Linked DNA regions of Zea mays: all the other regions are linked to region 3. A link is a contact called in public Hi-C data. All regions are on one chromosome and are shown on one strand. The core of a region is the stretch at or near the end of the contact, and the rest is flanking DNA. Distances in the headings are between cores, read along the strand shown.

The links. Hi-C and Micro-C count contacts between places; a contact is called where the count stands out from the background.
Region 1: a contact with region 3 is called in a Hi-C map of leaf, with 6 times the contacts expected there. The contact joins the promoter of LOC103646122 here to the promoter of LOC100285687 in region 3. A contact is called at or near these places in 10 of 25 Hi-C or Micro-C datasets (bundle sheath, ear, endosperm and 3 more).
Region 2: a contact with region 3 is called in a Hi-C map of ear, with 2.5 times the contacts expected there. The contact joins the promoter of LOC103646123 here to the promoter of LOC100285687 in region 3. A contact is called at or near these places in 2 of 25 Hi-C or Micro-C datasets (ear and leaf).

Annotation. Positions count from the first base shown.
Region 1 is chr2:22,259,922-22,264,308 of Zm-B73-REFERENCE-NAM-5.0, reverse strand. LOC103646122 (ARM repeat superfamily protein) reads right to left here and starts at 1,678. Exons shown (of 10, transcript XR_562005.3): 1 at 1,326-1,678; 2 at 682-1,029; 3 at 274-489; 4 at 1-86.
Region 2 is chr2:22,315,647-22,320,764 of Zm-B73-REFERENCE-NAM-5.0, reverse strand. LOC103646123 (pentatricopeptide repeat-containing protein At3g22470, mitochondrial) reads left to right here and starts at 2,876. Exons shown (of 2, transcript XM_008670844.3): 1 at 2,876-5,118. The coding sequence starts at 3,656. It overlaps LOC100283414, which reads right to left and starts at 2,400. Exons shown (of 2, transcript NM_001371935.1): 1 at 2,125-2,400; 2 at 1,057-1,927. The coding sequence starts at 2,293. The coding sequence ends at 1,530.
Region 3 is chr2:22,114,440-22,118,899 of Zm-B73-REFERENCE-NAM-5.0, reverse strand. It overlaps LOC100285687, which reads right to left and starts at 2,108. Exons shown (of 1, transcript NM_001372319.1): 1 at 759-2,108. The coding sequence starts at 1,983. The coding sequence ends at 1,144.

The DNA of each region.
Region 1 (4,387 bases), core at 429-2,928, 150 kb before region 3:
TCATCAGTGGCCAGCTGTATTAGTGAACTTTTAGCTTCCTTTCTAATAATCTTATAGTCATCTTCTTTGGTTTGCAAAAGATGAACCTAAAAAAACAACCCCGAATGATTATTTGGAACAAATTTCAGGAAGTATATAATAACAAGTGGCAAAAGCACTTTGTAGTCCAACAAAATATTAGCATGACTTAAGATTTAATACAGCATTCCATGTTTTAAACATTAAAGCATGACATAAGTATGTGATTATTAGCATTGGGATCCTACAGCTTACCAATTTTGGGATGACGCCTACTTCAACCAAAGCTCCATGACTAGAGGAACTCAAAGCTAAATTTGATATGATACCACCAGCGGCTTCTTTGACTTGTATGTCTTCTTCATCCAGGTAACCAACAATCTTCATTAGGACATCGCTCTTCAGAACCTTGTACCTCCATTTTTCATCAATAGAAAAGTTCCAAATGGTACACAAACACTGCTCTAGAATCTGCAAGAGGAAACCATTATGTTTCCAGTTTCACAATGCATTACGTAGTTCAAAATTGTTTTTATATGTATCATGGATATCAACTATTACCACGCATGCCAGACATGGTAACAGCCAGTTATATTACTTTACAACAAACATGGAATGGAGAGAAAAAGATATTGGAGTTGTAGTGATTAAATTTGCAGCTACCTTGGGGGTTATTGTAGATTTACAGAGAAGATTAATGATTTCTTCCATTGCTCCACTCTCACCAGCCATCTTCCTATATATGTGAACTGACGTAATGTTACGCAGAAGACCTGTGGCTGCTTCGCAGGCAAGAATGGACTCTGATTTCAGGAGGCTAATGATGAGAACAATACAACCAGGGAATTGCATTATCTCATCGATGCTCTTCCTTCCACCAAGGGAGTATTGATAGAGTGTGCAAACAGCATGCTCCCTATCACGGGTGTCATTATCCAAGCCAAGCAATCGAACGAAGAGACCAAGGTATGCAGACCCAGAATTTGTGGCACCAGCAGAGTGATCAACATCCTAACAAAACCAACGATGTGTTGAGACAACAGCAACTCTGAAAGAAATTGCACTTCCAGAATCCATTCTGAATTTCAAAAGTTCGGAACAACTGAAATGAGCTATAAAAGAAACAGTGGTAACAAACTGTCTTTTATAAGCGAAACGCCCACATGTAAACTAATTTCAGAATTTTGTTAGTTGCATTTCAAAACATTCTGAAAATTGCTGTAATACCGCAATTTCTTGCTAACATGGAGCAATTAAAGCATTCTATGGACATTAGGGTTCAGAATAGAGAATACACAACATTGCACCTGTCCTGAAGAACCCTCCCCTTTTGCGAACGCGCCGGCAAGGAGAAGGCGGCGGGCGTGGGTGGCCCCACACGATAGCCTGGCCGGAATAGCAGGTAGAAGGCGGTGGCGGCGGAGGTGAAAGCGACGGCCAAGGTGGTGGTAGCGCGGCAGATGTGAGAGGCCGGGGGATGCAGCGGCGACCGCCGGCAGCATGGCGACAGAGAGAGTTCAGCAAAGGCGCGTCGTGTGCTGTGGGAGGCGATAGGATTCCGAGGGCGTGTTCTGGAAGAACAACAAACGTTTCTCCAGGCTTCTAGTCTCGAACACCGAATAAACTGCGATGTGGCTCGGAAATCCTATCTAGCGGCCCAGGTACGACTCATCACCCTGTTTTATGAAGAATGTACGACCATTTCTCGTAATTCTAACGAAAATTCTGTGTAACAATAAAATAATTTATGCTAATCTAAAATATGAAAAAGAAACTACACAATTGTTTTTTGATTAAAGATAAAGATTTTCTATATTTTATATTATTCGATAAATTTTATATATCTTGTTTATATTTTAGAGAGTCGTCATCGTTTTTTTTGTCTTTAGCTAGCGGGCAGAAAATGTCTATATTTATATCTTGCCGGTGATTTTCTTGGGAAATTAGTACCAATGTCTTTGTTCTAGGTTCGAAATGTCTGATTAACATTATGGTATCGTTGTTAGCATATATTTGTTCCTGTTTTCGAAACCGAGTTCTCTATCTGACTTTGTTCTGTTGTAATTTTTTAAGTAAAAAATATAAAAAAGCTTGGATGTTGTTTGATTCATATATTTGTAGTGTGAACGGTAACTGATTAACGTTCAATCATGTTTGTTTAAATCCAACCGTAGTCGGATATCACACTAAAAACTGATACATGTTTATTCAAATTTTTTGCCGCTGATATTTAAGTATGATTCATTACTGTTATCGTTTATATTACATTTCGTAAACCAAACAACAACTTAGTGTAAAAATAAAAATACTCTCACCTTTTCTAATGTACCAGTTCAAGAAGGGACGCCTCACCTTATGCTCATCTGATGGCTCCCGTGAAATCCAAACCAAAGCAAGGTGACGGTAGAAAGGTGCGGCTCCGTGTCCGATGAGAGGTAACGGGCGGATGGGCTCTATTTGTCGGGCGGGCGAGCGAGAGCTCCGTGTGCCGAGATCTTTGTGTGGGTGACAGGTTCCTTATCAGGAAGGAAGCGACACCATAGATAGCAACAGTTACTGACCTTGGATTGTCCTTTTTAAGAACTTGTTTGTTTTGAAATTAATTCACAAATATTAGATGAGATTGAGTCGGTTTAAATTCATATAAGTCAAAATCCACTTTAATCCCTCCTAATTCACGTCCACTCCAATCCACAAAGAATGAGAATAATCAAATAAGTCCTAAATGTTGTTAGATCGATCTCCTACTTCTTTAACTTGTTGCTTAAGTTGATGTGATGCTTCATCAACATACGATGTTGCTTAGGTCAATCTACCTTTCCTATTTTTTTGTGATGTATACATCACAATGCAGCACATATAAAATAGTTGTTAAAGTTCGCTTGTTCTTTAGCTTACCTAATGGATTGCTGATGAGGTATTGTAAGTTAAAATCATTCAAGTTGAATGTTAACAGAGATATATACACGTTGCTTAAGTTGGTAGATGGTACGACGTAAAGATTGAGCAGGGTTCTAAGCATAATTTGACTTTGTGGCGTTCATCTAAGCATGATGAATCATGAATGTGTAGAATTCTAGGGGTGTTTGGTTTGAAGAATCAATCCATTTTAGATGAGGTGGTGCATCACAAGTCTATTACACAAATTTGGTAGAATGAACTCGTTCCTCATATTATTGCTAATTATTAGTCTATAAGGAATGAAATGGTGATGGATCAACTCATTATGTTCCACAAACTAAACAAAAAAGTGAGGAGTGAGAAAATAATGTACTACATCAATGCTCAAACTAAACACGTTATTAGTGATCAAGATTTGCATGAATGGATGAATATGCATAGTGACACCAGATTAGTCCATATTGATGTTCAACTTGATTTTTTAAGGCCAATATAGCATATCACTCCAACCTAAAGGCAATGCCATCCCAATGTGTCGAATATAACAGAGCAAATAAATTGTATTGGTGAGGTCCAAGGGCCCGTGAATAATGATGAAAATGGACGTAAAATCTGATATTTTTTTGGTACTATTTACCAGATTTATTGAGATATATGAAAAACGGTACGAAACTTGATAATGGGTTCCAAAAATGGTACGATAAACGATGAGATGCCTTTAATGATCGTTTCCAGATTTTTCGGAAAAAAACCGATAATTTATCACATTTCCCATATTTGGAAAATCCAGTTGTCGGTACCCTAAATATAGGTACCCACTCCTGCTGAGTCTAGACGGGACCCATGTGCCTATCTGTAGCCATGGGATGACGAGCAGTCTACTCTAACTTAGAGTTTGGGCTCAACGGGGCCACTAGCCTCCAGGCCACCAGCGCCATCGTGCGCCCCAATGGCGGGATTGCTCGCCATCTACAGTCTAGGACCGAACCCCTGCGTGTGCTATATGGACCTTCGACAGGGGAAGTCTGGTGACACCACGTGTCCGGGACATCATGGATGAGACCCGAACCTCCACAAATGCCTTCGGGACCCTAGTGCCGGGGAGGTCCAGAGTTGCCATGTTTGCATGTGTTCCTAGACACTACTCTCCGCCCATGAGGGGGTGTAGTGCTACCACATGGCCCGAGACATATCGCGGAAGATGTGAGGTGTTGCTTGATGCAGGCCTCTGACACGAGGGTCACTCACATTAAATATGGGCAAGATGCTCGCCTGTTCACACCGGTGGCAAGCGGCATGCGCCCCATATTAAATATAGACGGCGTGTGTAGTCTGTAAGGCTTAGTGAAAGTCGCCTTGAGGGGGGTGGATAGGCGAAATCTGAAATTTATAGCTTTAAACACACTACAAGTCGGGGTTAGCGTTAGAACAGATGTCAAGTCCGGGAGAGAGGGAAAACAAATCAACT
Region 2 (5,118 bases), core at 1,627-4,126, 200 kb before region 3:
GGCGCATATATGAGATACACCCGGCTTTGTCCTTTAAATCCGGGTGTGACAGGCTCTCGAGCCGCTTCTACCGCTCCTGAGTCCATTGAGCCACACCAAAGTTTTCTCTAAAATTTAAAATGCACAAATATTTTTATATAGAAGGGGTCTCATATATTGTAGCGGTTTAATTTAGGCTCTCCTAAAACATTTTGTAGCTCCATCCCCGAATAAAATATTGGTACCCTCGTAGGGTACGGACAGACATGTGGTGCTAATGGACTTTCATATGACTGAACAACTCCAAACAATCCATGCCAAGGATAATATCCTAAGAACAAAGGCGAATAACCTTCAAGTTATGTTTGAAATGACAATTTTCAATACTCCAATTAGCGTCGTGAACAATAGTGGTGAACTACTTACATTCACCATTAGTCACCTTAACTGACGAAGCTATGGACTAAAGACTAACAACAGATAAACATAGGGGTGGGCACTTTTTTACCGCAAACCGAAAACCGAACCGAACCGAACCGAAATTTCGGTTTTTTCGGTAATTTGGTTCGGTTTCGGTTTTTGTATCTCAGAAGTTCGGTTTTCGGTATCGTAATCGGTTTTCACCGTATACCGAACAGAAATACCAAAAAACCGAAAACCAAACTTTATCAATTCTAAAATTTGACTATTCGATTATGTGAACAAAATATGTGAAGCAATTAAGTTGTTATTCATTGATTTATATGTGATGTATGATGTATCTCTAAATATTTGTACCTATATATTTTTTACTTTTTAAAATTATGTGAAATCTATCATGTAAACTTGTTGTATGTGTTGTCTTGAGTATAAGTTTGGTATTCGGTTTTTACCGAAAAACCGAAGTAAAAAACCGAAATCGAACTTCTGGGTTTTTCATTTTCGAGAAAACGGATCGGTTTCTAATGTCTAGAAAACCGAAGTTTTTTAAAACCGAAAAACCGAACCAAAGTTTCAAAAAAACCCCGAATGTCCAGCCCTAGATAAACGGGCAACCATTGTTTGACTGACAAAAGATGCAAAACTTCCCGAGTCCAATAGAATAACCACGGCTAGGCGCTGCATGACCCCATTGAATTGCACTGTCTTTGAGTACTTGTTCCACCCACAACATCAGTAGACAAGGAAAAGGAAAAAAAAAAGACAGATGATTCATTGATACTTTGCCGTGGGCCGTTCGAGTCCTCTGTTTGCCACATGATGTCGTCGTCGAGTCGAGTGGCTTGGGACGACGTCAAGGTCCACGACGGCCGTTTAAATACGAGTGAGAAAAGGCTCTTCCCTCGCAGGTCCACTGTCAAACAGTTGCATGGAATGGTCAAGGATGAAATTTTATTCTGAAACAACAGTATTGAACAACGAATAGCCCCAAAAAAACACAGCAAAAGTATACGAAAAATATGCACGGCCGAACACTCAGCCTCGCGACTCGGGGACGCAAGCAGAGAACGCAGGAAACTAAATAGGAAATTCGTGAAACCGCACTGCCTTTTCCCTAGCGGGTCCTCAATTCAGCCCATTATTGCAGCGAGGCCCGCGGCCCCGAACAGCAGGCCCATCGCGAGGCGGGCGCCGCTGCCAGCCGCGCTGGAGTCCGACTCGTCCGTCGTCGTCGCGCCACCGGACGCCGGCTTCGTGTTCGTCGCCCGCACGGAGGGACCCGACGGAGTCGCGGTGTTGTCGGCGCTGCTGCTGCCGCCGCCGCCGCCGCCGGAGACGGTGATGGCGACCTTCATGCCCGAGGCGCAGTGGCCGGGGGCGCCGCAGATGAAGTAGCGGGTGCCGGCCTTGGTGAGCGGGATGGTGGTGCTCTGGCCCTGGTGCGACCGCAGCGGGTTGCTCGCCGAGCACGCGCCGTGGTCCGCCTCGCTCACCTCCAGCACCGAGTGCGCCGAGCTGTACTGGAACGCTGCAACGCAAGAACCGGCAGGCCGCGCGGGGTCACTGGATTTCTCCTTCACGAGATACTGAGATATACACGCGGACGATCGAACGAACGTGCCACTGACATTATATACGAGAACATGATGCATGCATGGACACAGCATTGGCGGCTACTGTACTGTACGTATCTGAATCTGACGACGAGCTTTATTTGGCACGTACAGAGCGTGTCGCCGATGGCGAACGGCTTGCCCTTGGCCCAGGCAGCGTAGTCCACTCCGGACTTCCACCCGGACGAGTCGCCGACCATGTAGTCTTTTGCGGACGCCGGCACGACGGCGACGAGGGGGACGATGACCAGGAGCAAGCGGCGCGGAGTAGTGCCCGCCATTTTCCTGGCGAGATGCTGGCGTAATATTCAAGCTAGCAGGCGACGACAAGACTGGAGGATGATCGAGTGAGGTGAGTCAGGAAAGTGATGAATGCACAAGGCTGTTTAGGCGTCGAGAACGCTAGCTTCTTATATATACAGGCCAATCGGTGATAATCAGGCGTTGTTTCATTTCTGTCTACGTACGTGCGCGGGGGATACGGATATTGCGTTAAGCTACGGTAGCAGTGGTGGTGGCCGAATTAATTTCGTTAATTCCGTACCTCTCGTCACTTTAGTCTTCGCACAAATGCGTACGAGTACGACGAAGGTATTTAGTGGCTTCCTTTGCCTTGCCCCATGGAAAAGAGAAGAAAGAGCCTGGAGATGATGATTAATGTATACCTAATACAAAGGCGTACCACCGTAGTAAGTACTTATTAGTAAGTAGATAGATGATGATGGCTGAACAAAGCCAATAATTTGTGTACCGAATTATTATTATTATTATTTTGGTAGAGCGTCGCCGTTGAATGAGTTGCTTTGCTTATTGCACGCACCATCGTTGCTATTTCGTTTGGTTTGGGGACAACAAGAGACGGAATAGGCCTGTTCCAACTTTCTAAGATGGGAACGGTACCCCATCTTATTCTTTTAAAAAAATAGTTTTTTTTGCGTTTGATTGAGAGGATGAGAACGATCTTGCTCCGCATTTGTTTAGGAGGAAGGAGATTGATGGAATTCGCCACCATTTGATATCCGGGACGTGAGACCTGCATGTTATTATCCTTACTCTCGCCTTTCTTCCTTTCCCACGTTTGTCCGGCTTCACCCGTACGCACAAAACCATCTCCATACGTTGGACCTTTAATCCAATAATCTTCGTGAGAAAGCAGAGCAACAAGAGGGGTACTTGAAGCGGGTGTACCGGAGTTCATCGTCGTAGTCGCAGTCCACCGCCTTGTCCATCTTCACGTCGACGCCTTCTCCTCCTCACGTCACGTCTCGGCCAGGTGATCCCGCGCGAGTGGAAACAGGACGCGAGGAGCGGAGTAGCGGACTGCCTTCAGACGCTGGGGGTGCCGAAGCCTGAGACGATGGGTGGTGGGTGGTCTGCGCCCCTTCGCGGCTCGGGCGCACGGAGTGGGAGAGGAGCGTGGGATGCCGGTGGAGGCGGCCGCCGCGGCGCGGTTCCAACTTCGGCTGCGTCCACTGCGGGTAGCAACTAAAAGGCAACAACACCATCGCTCCTTTCTCTGCCAAACCTAGCCCGGCAACTTTTCCGACCGAGGCGTAATTTCGCGCCCTCCTCTCCCCCGGGCTGCAAGCCCGCCGCAGCCACCGCCGCTCTCAGAAGTCACTGCAAGTCTTCTTCACCTCCTTATGCCCTCCCGCTCCCCTCCCATTGCCCGTCTCCTGCATCTACGCCGCCTGTCCAAGTCCGCTCGACATTACCTACTTCGCTTCGCCGCCATCGCGAAGGAACACTCCGACCAGCCCCCGCCCCCGCCTCTCCCGTCGCGACCACGGTCCCCGCACCCCTACGACTACAACCGTCTCATGTCCGCGCTCGCCGCTTCAGTCGACGGTGACGGTCACCACCCAGGCGCCGGTGCCGAGCGGGCCCTCCACCTGCTCGACGAAATGCGGAGCCTCATGGGGCGCCGCCCCGATGCCGCCTGCTTCACCACGGCCGCCGCGGCGTTCTCATCGGCGTCTCAGCCGGGAGCCGCGCTCGCCGTGCTAAACGCCATGGCCACCGATGGCGTCATGCCCGACGCTGCTGCTTGCACTGTGCTCGTCGGGGTGTACGCCTGCCGCCTGCATTGGTTCGACGCGGCCTATGAGGTCGTCAGGTGGATGACGGCGAACGGCGTGGCCCTGGACGTAGTCACCTACTCGACGCTGATATCTGGGCTGTGCAGCGCCGGGCGGGTGGCTGAGGCGCTTGGCGTGCTGGACCTGATGCTGGAGGAAGGGTGCCAGCCCAATGCTCACACATATACGCCCATCCTGCACGCCTACTGCACGAGCGGGATGATACATGAGGCCAAGGAACTCTTGGAAACGATGATTGCAGCTGGTTTTGCACCGAGCACAGCCACTTACAATGTCCTGGTTGAAGCTCTATGCAAGGCTTGTGCTTTCAATGAAGTAGATGCGCTTCTTGAGGAGAGCAGTGCAAAAGGGTGGACACCGGATACAATCACATACAGTACTTACATGGATGGACTATGCAAAGATGGCAGAGTACATAAGAGCTTTGCATTGGTAGATAAGATGTTGTCTGTTGGTCTGCGGCCCAATGAGATTACTCTGAATATCCTCCTTGATGGGGTTTGCCGCAGGTCAACTGCTTGGGCTGCCAAGTGCCTGTTGGAGTGCAGTGCAGAGATTGGATGGCATGTCAATGTTGTCAACTACAACACTGTGATGAGGAGGCTTTGCGATGAGCGGAGATGGTTGTCTGTTGTCAAGCTCTTTGTCGATATAGTCAAGAAGGGAATTGCTCCAAATAGCTGGACTTTAAGCATTGTGATCCACAGTCTCTGTAAACTTGGGAGGCTTCATGAAGCACTTTGCTTGATTGGAAGTGAAGAGTTTGTCGCTGATGTTGTGACATACAATACTTTGATCCGTTATCTCAACTTCCTGGGGAAAGCTTATGAGGCCTATCTACTGCTTCATCACATGATCGAGAAAGGTATTGCTCCCAATGACACCACCTACAGTCTTTTGATTGACTGTCTCTGTAAAGAGGGGAAATTCTTGGTTGCACTTGGCTGTTTGAACCGATGTATGGAAGGTGGGCTCTCTAAAGCTGTAGTATCAAGTATTTTACGAGG
Region 3 (4,460 bases), core at 859-3,358:
CCTTTACAAACCCTTTCATTTCAACAGAGAACCAACTAATCAAACCCATTGACAACAAATACGTGGATATAAGCCTCTCGTTTACCTCAAATCCTATGCTCCGGCGCCCCAATGGCGGCTCCATCCTGCCACCTAGACGCCTCTTGCCGTCACTCGTTGCATGGTGAGCCACAATACGGATCTGTCTCCTCCCTCTCGTCTTCAGTACCACCGCAAAGCACGACGGCGACACTGATACCATCGCGCCACTTGCTCCACCGAACTATCGACACTTGACAGTTCTTTTTTCTATCTATTGCTTATAGCCTTTTATTTTATTAGCAGATCTTACAGATTAAAGTCAGTTGTTTGAGTTGTTTAGACCACGATAGGATCTTACAAATTAAAGTCAGTTGGTTAAACCATAGTAACTATAATCTATAAAGACAAAATACTCGATATAGATTAAAGCCAAACGATGATATCGTTTCGTTACATACTCAATCGGCTCAGTCCAAATCCAACGTTGGAGCTGTGGTACCCACCTCTCGTCTCGATACTGCTGCCGTGAGCAAGCCACCTTCCTGCCACGTCAGCAGCGTTTGTTTAGTGCTAGCTTCGCCTCCGCAGTTTTGGTTTGAGGGTGGTGATTTCGATTTCGATTCCGATTCCATGCCACGAGTTCAGGTCGTTGTTCTGTTGACTTGCGCGCCTGGTTTAGCCTGCAGGATATTTATCAGACCACGGCGCTCCCATTTGTGGTTCTTTTCTGTTTTTCAACGACTGTTCTTGATCTCATCTTCTCCCTACGTTTTTTCTTTGTACAGATCTCCAAACTTATCAGCAGCACAAGCCCAAGCCCTCACACCACACCACCCTGACAGGTGACAAGGACGCATATACCGAAAATCCGTTTGCAGACAAGACACTTGGATGAATCTACACACAGACAGCTTCTTTCCACTTGCGCGAGTTGCACGGAGCAACAGCGGCATCCGGACCCCCAATTGCTCCCGAGCTTATCGCATTCCGCGCGCCGTCGCATTCGCGCAAGTGCAGCGCAGGGCATCGTCCTGTTTTCCTCAGCTTTCCACCGGCGCACCCGTCGTTGCACTTGCACGCCTCATTGTCTCGCCGCGAGCCCGGTTTAACGCGCGGGGCTAGCTAGATGACGAGCTGCTCCACGCGCGGCGGCATCGCCGCCTGCTCGACCGGCGCGGCAGGGAACCATGGCTGGGCCGGCCGGCTAAGCTGGGAAGGCGGGGGCACCAGCGCCATGGCCATGTTGGCGGCGGCGGCCTCGCCTCGCTTCCGCCTCTTGGGCGAGCCGCCGGTGGAGGACGAGGACGAGTCCGAGGAGGTGGCGGGCTCGGGCAACGCCAACGGCCGCTTGTCCCCGGCGGCCGCGGCGGCGATCTCGGAGCCGATGCGGAGCGGGAAGTTGAGGAGCGCGCGCGAGCCGCGCATGCGGTAGGCGGCGCGGTCGTAGGCGAGCGCGGCGTCCTCGGCGGTGTCGTAGGTGCCGAGCCAGACGCGCGCGCCGTTCTTGGCCGGGTCCCTGATCTCCGCCGCGAACTTGCCCCACGGGCGCTGCCTGACGCCCCTGTAGTGCTTGCCCCTGGCCACGGCCGCCGCGGCCTCCTCCCTCCTGGGGCTGGGCGTGGCGGCCGCCTCGCCCTCGCTGCCGGGCGTCAGTGGCTGCTCCGGGTACGGGAGGCCGCCGAAGCAGGAGCCGTCGTAGGAGGAGGAGTAGTAGGAGTCGGGGGACCGCACCGGCTCGGGCTTCACGTGCGCGAAGGAGCCGTCGGGCAGCCAGCCGTAGGCGAAGGCGTCCTGCAGCGCCCCGAACACCACCATGTCGTCGGCGTCGTCGGTGCGGAACGGGAGCGAGTCGCTCCACTGGTCCGCCACCAGGATCCCGAAGCTCTCGTCGGCCGCCGCTGGTGGCTCCTCCAGGAGGTGCTGCCGGATGGTGTCCAGCATGGACGCCGGGTTAAGCAGCATCCTGGAATGGAACGACCGAGAGAGAGCTCTCTGTTTGGTTTATGATGATGAGCTGACGAAGCGGGAGGGGAGTTGAGTGAGCTGTGTGTTGTGTGGAAGGGAAAGAAGTGATCGAGTTGAACGGCGAGGCGAGGGCTGGGCCGGGGCGCGGCTTTTATATAGGCGGAGGCGGGTTCGTTGAACTTTCCCAACCTGGAGCCAGCCACGTGACGGAATGGGCTTGTTCATTAAAATAAGCAGGGGTCGCGGCCCAGTTAGGCGACGCTAATGCATAGCCCTGATTGTGATCTTAGTCGAGTAGTTTGCGGGGGAGGGCCGCTCGCTTTCCGCCCCTGACCGTTGGTTAAGGTGGATGGATGGGAATGGGATTAGCAGAGTGTGGTGGCGTCAGCGATGAGGTCGGCGTCAGCGGGAGGTGGAGCCCGTCGTGGCGTGGTGGCACTCGGGATCGTGCCTCGTGCGTGCGTGCCGCGGCGCTGTTGGCCCGTGCCCTGCCACCGCTCGGTGCTTTTCTAGATGGTCCATCGCCTGACCAGACCTGCCCTGGTCCGCCTCGGCTTCTCGATCTGGTCAGTTCACACGGCGATCCCGTGACGGCGAAGAAGGCAGAAGGAATACTCTACGTTTTTCCATGGCCTCTGGCGGCGATGATTATTATCACTGAAAAAAATTCTTCGATCCTGACCTGCATTTCCCTCGTGTGTTTTTTTAGACGAGGGAGGCATTTTGTTCCGTTGGAAATCATCCCTGACAGCTAGAAGAGCGGGCGGGCGGGCGGAATCGACAGCCGGAGCCGCGACAAGAGCTGTGGGATCTGTATTCATCAATGCGGTGGCCCTGAGGTTTGCCGTCGCAGGAAGAAATGGCGTGGAAGTCATGTGGTGCATTGCTTCTAGACCGTCTCGTGGCTGCACGGACCCGGGCCGGGGGCTGGGCACGGGAGGATAGAGACAGCCACAGCTAGCTTTTGTGGGGGCCCAGACCATGAGGAGAAAGAAATTAAAGACGACAGCAGCGGAGCTTGAAAGCGTGATCAGCTACTTATCCCATGGACTTTACGAAGATCTGAACAAAGCTACGCTGGCTGCAGCGTGTCTTCTTCCACCCGCTGCTGGGCCTCTAGTACGTTTGTTCTAGGCATATACGTACTCCTGTACTGTCGACGTCGTATAGCGTCATCGTCCAAAGGCGGACGATCTGATCCACTCATCCACCACCGCACATGCACGTCCTGATGCGCTAGTGTGTATGTGTATATCACTGGGGGTATATATCTTAGAAACGTTGGCAGTTTTTGTTTCGGCCGATAATGGGTGCAAGTGCAATTGCAGGAACCGGGGTCGGAAGAGACCGCATGACCTTGACGTGCTTTGCCAGCTAGCTAGCTAGGGGTGGTGATGCATGCATGACTGCTTATTAGCTTTCTGTAACAGCGGCGTCGTCGCGTCGCGCCAATGGGACTCTTGCTTTGCTTGCACAGACATGCATGCCAGACTTGTTTAACAGCGGAGCACGTGATTTTCTCCGGGGATCACGACTCCGCTGCGTGGAAGTCTTGGAGAAGATAACGGTGTGCGGAGGAAATGTGCGAATTGGAAACATTTCAGCGTGCAATCGTGTAATCTTTTCCTAGTATCAGTTTATTCCAAACCGGCACATGCACGTACGAACGCTAGATCTTAGGGCAAGCAGAGCAGAAGCAGACCCGCGGAAATTTTTGGAGCTGCATATTGGATAGTCGTCAGGTCCATAGAAAATTTTGCCCATCGGACACGGACAGTAGTGATTCGTTGGAGCTGCTCAAACGGATAAATAACCTGGAAGCGGTCTGCCGGTCTGAGTGCCTGACCATTCCATTCCCTTTTTTGAACTCTACTTGTTTTCATATAGCATCCCTGGCTAATTAATTAAAGAGATAAACAGTATCCAGATCAGGAAAGTTATTGCTATAACCAATTTCATGGTTTCATGTCATCGCTCGACACTGAATCGAATCTAATCTGCTCCGGATCCGACCACAGGCTGCTAGTTTGCGGTTCCAACCACCATCCCATCCGTCACTGGCTGACTGGCTCACTGCCCACCACAAGGCCACAGGTTTCGTTTCGTATAAAATACTCATCAGTACTCCGTTAAGAAAAAGAGGGTTGACTAGTCAAGCGTCAAGACGGATGTTGACCGTGGACCAGCCGAAGCCACAGGCCCCACTCAGGCACTCACTCCTCCCCCATCCAGGGTTTACAATTTCGTTTGTACCATTCTAAAGTTTGTTCTTTGCCCAAAGTTTGACTTTGTATTATTTTGAATTTGGAATCTAAATACGCAAAATCGGACCAAAATCTGTATCTTGGAACACACCAAAATCTGGAAATTTTACAGAATTTTGGTGTTTTCGGAGCGAGGTTTCTCGGTGATTCACAAGCCTGAACCAATATAAACCCCTTGTCTCATTTTCTTGCTCGGATCTTGGTAATTCA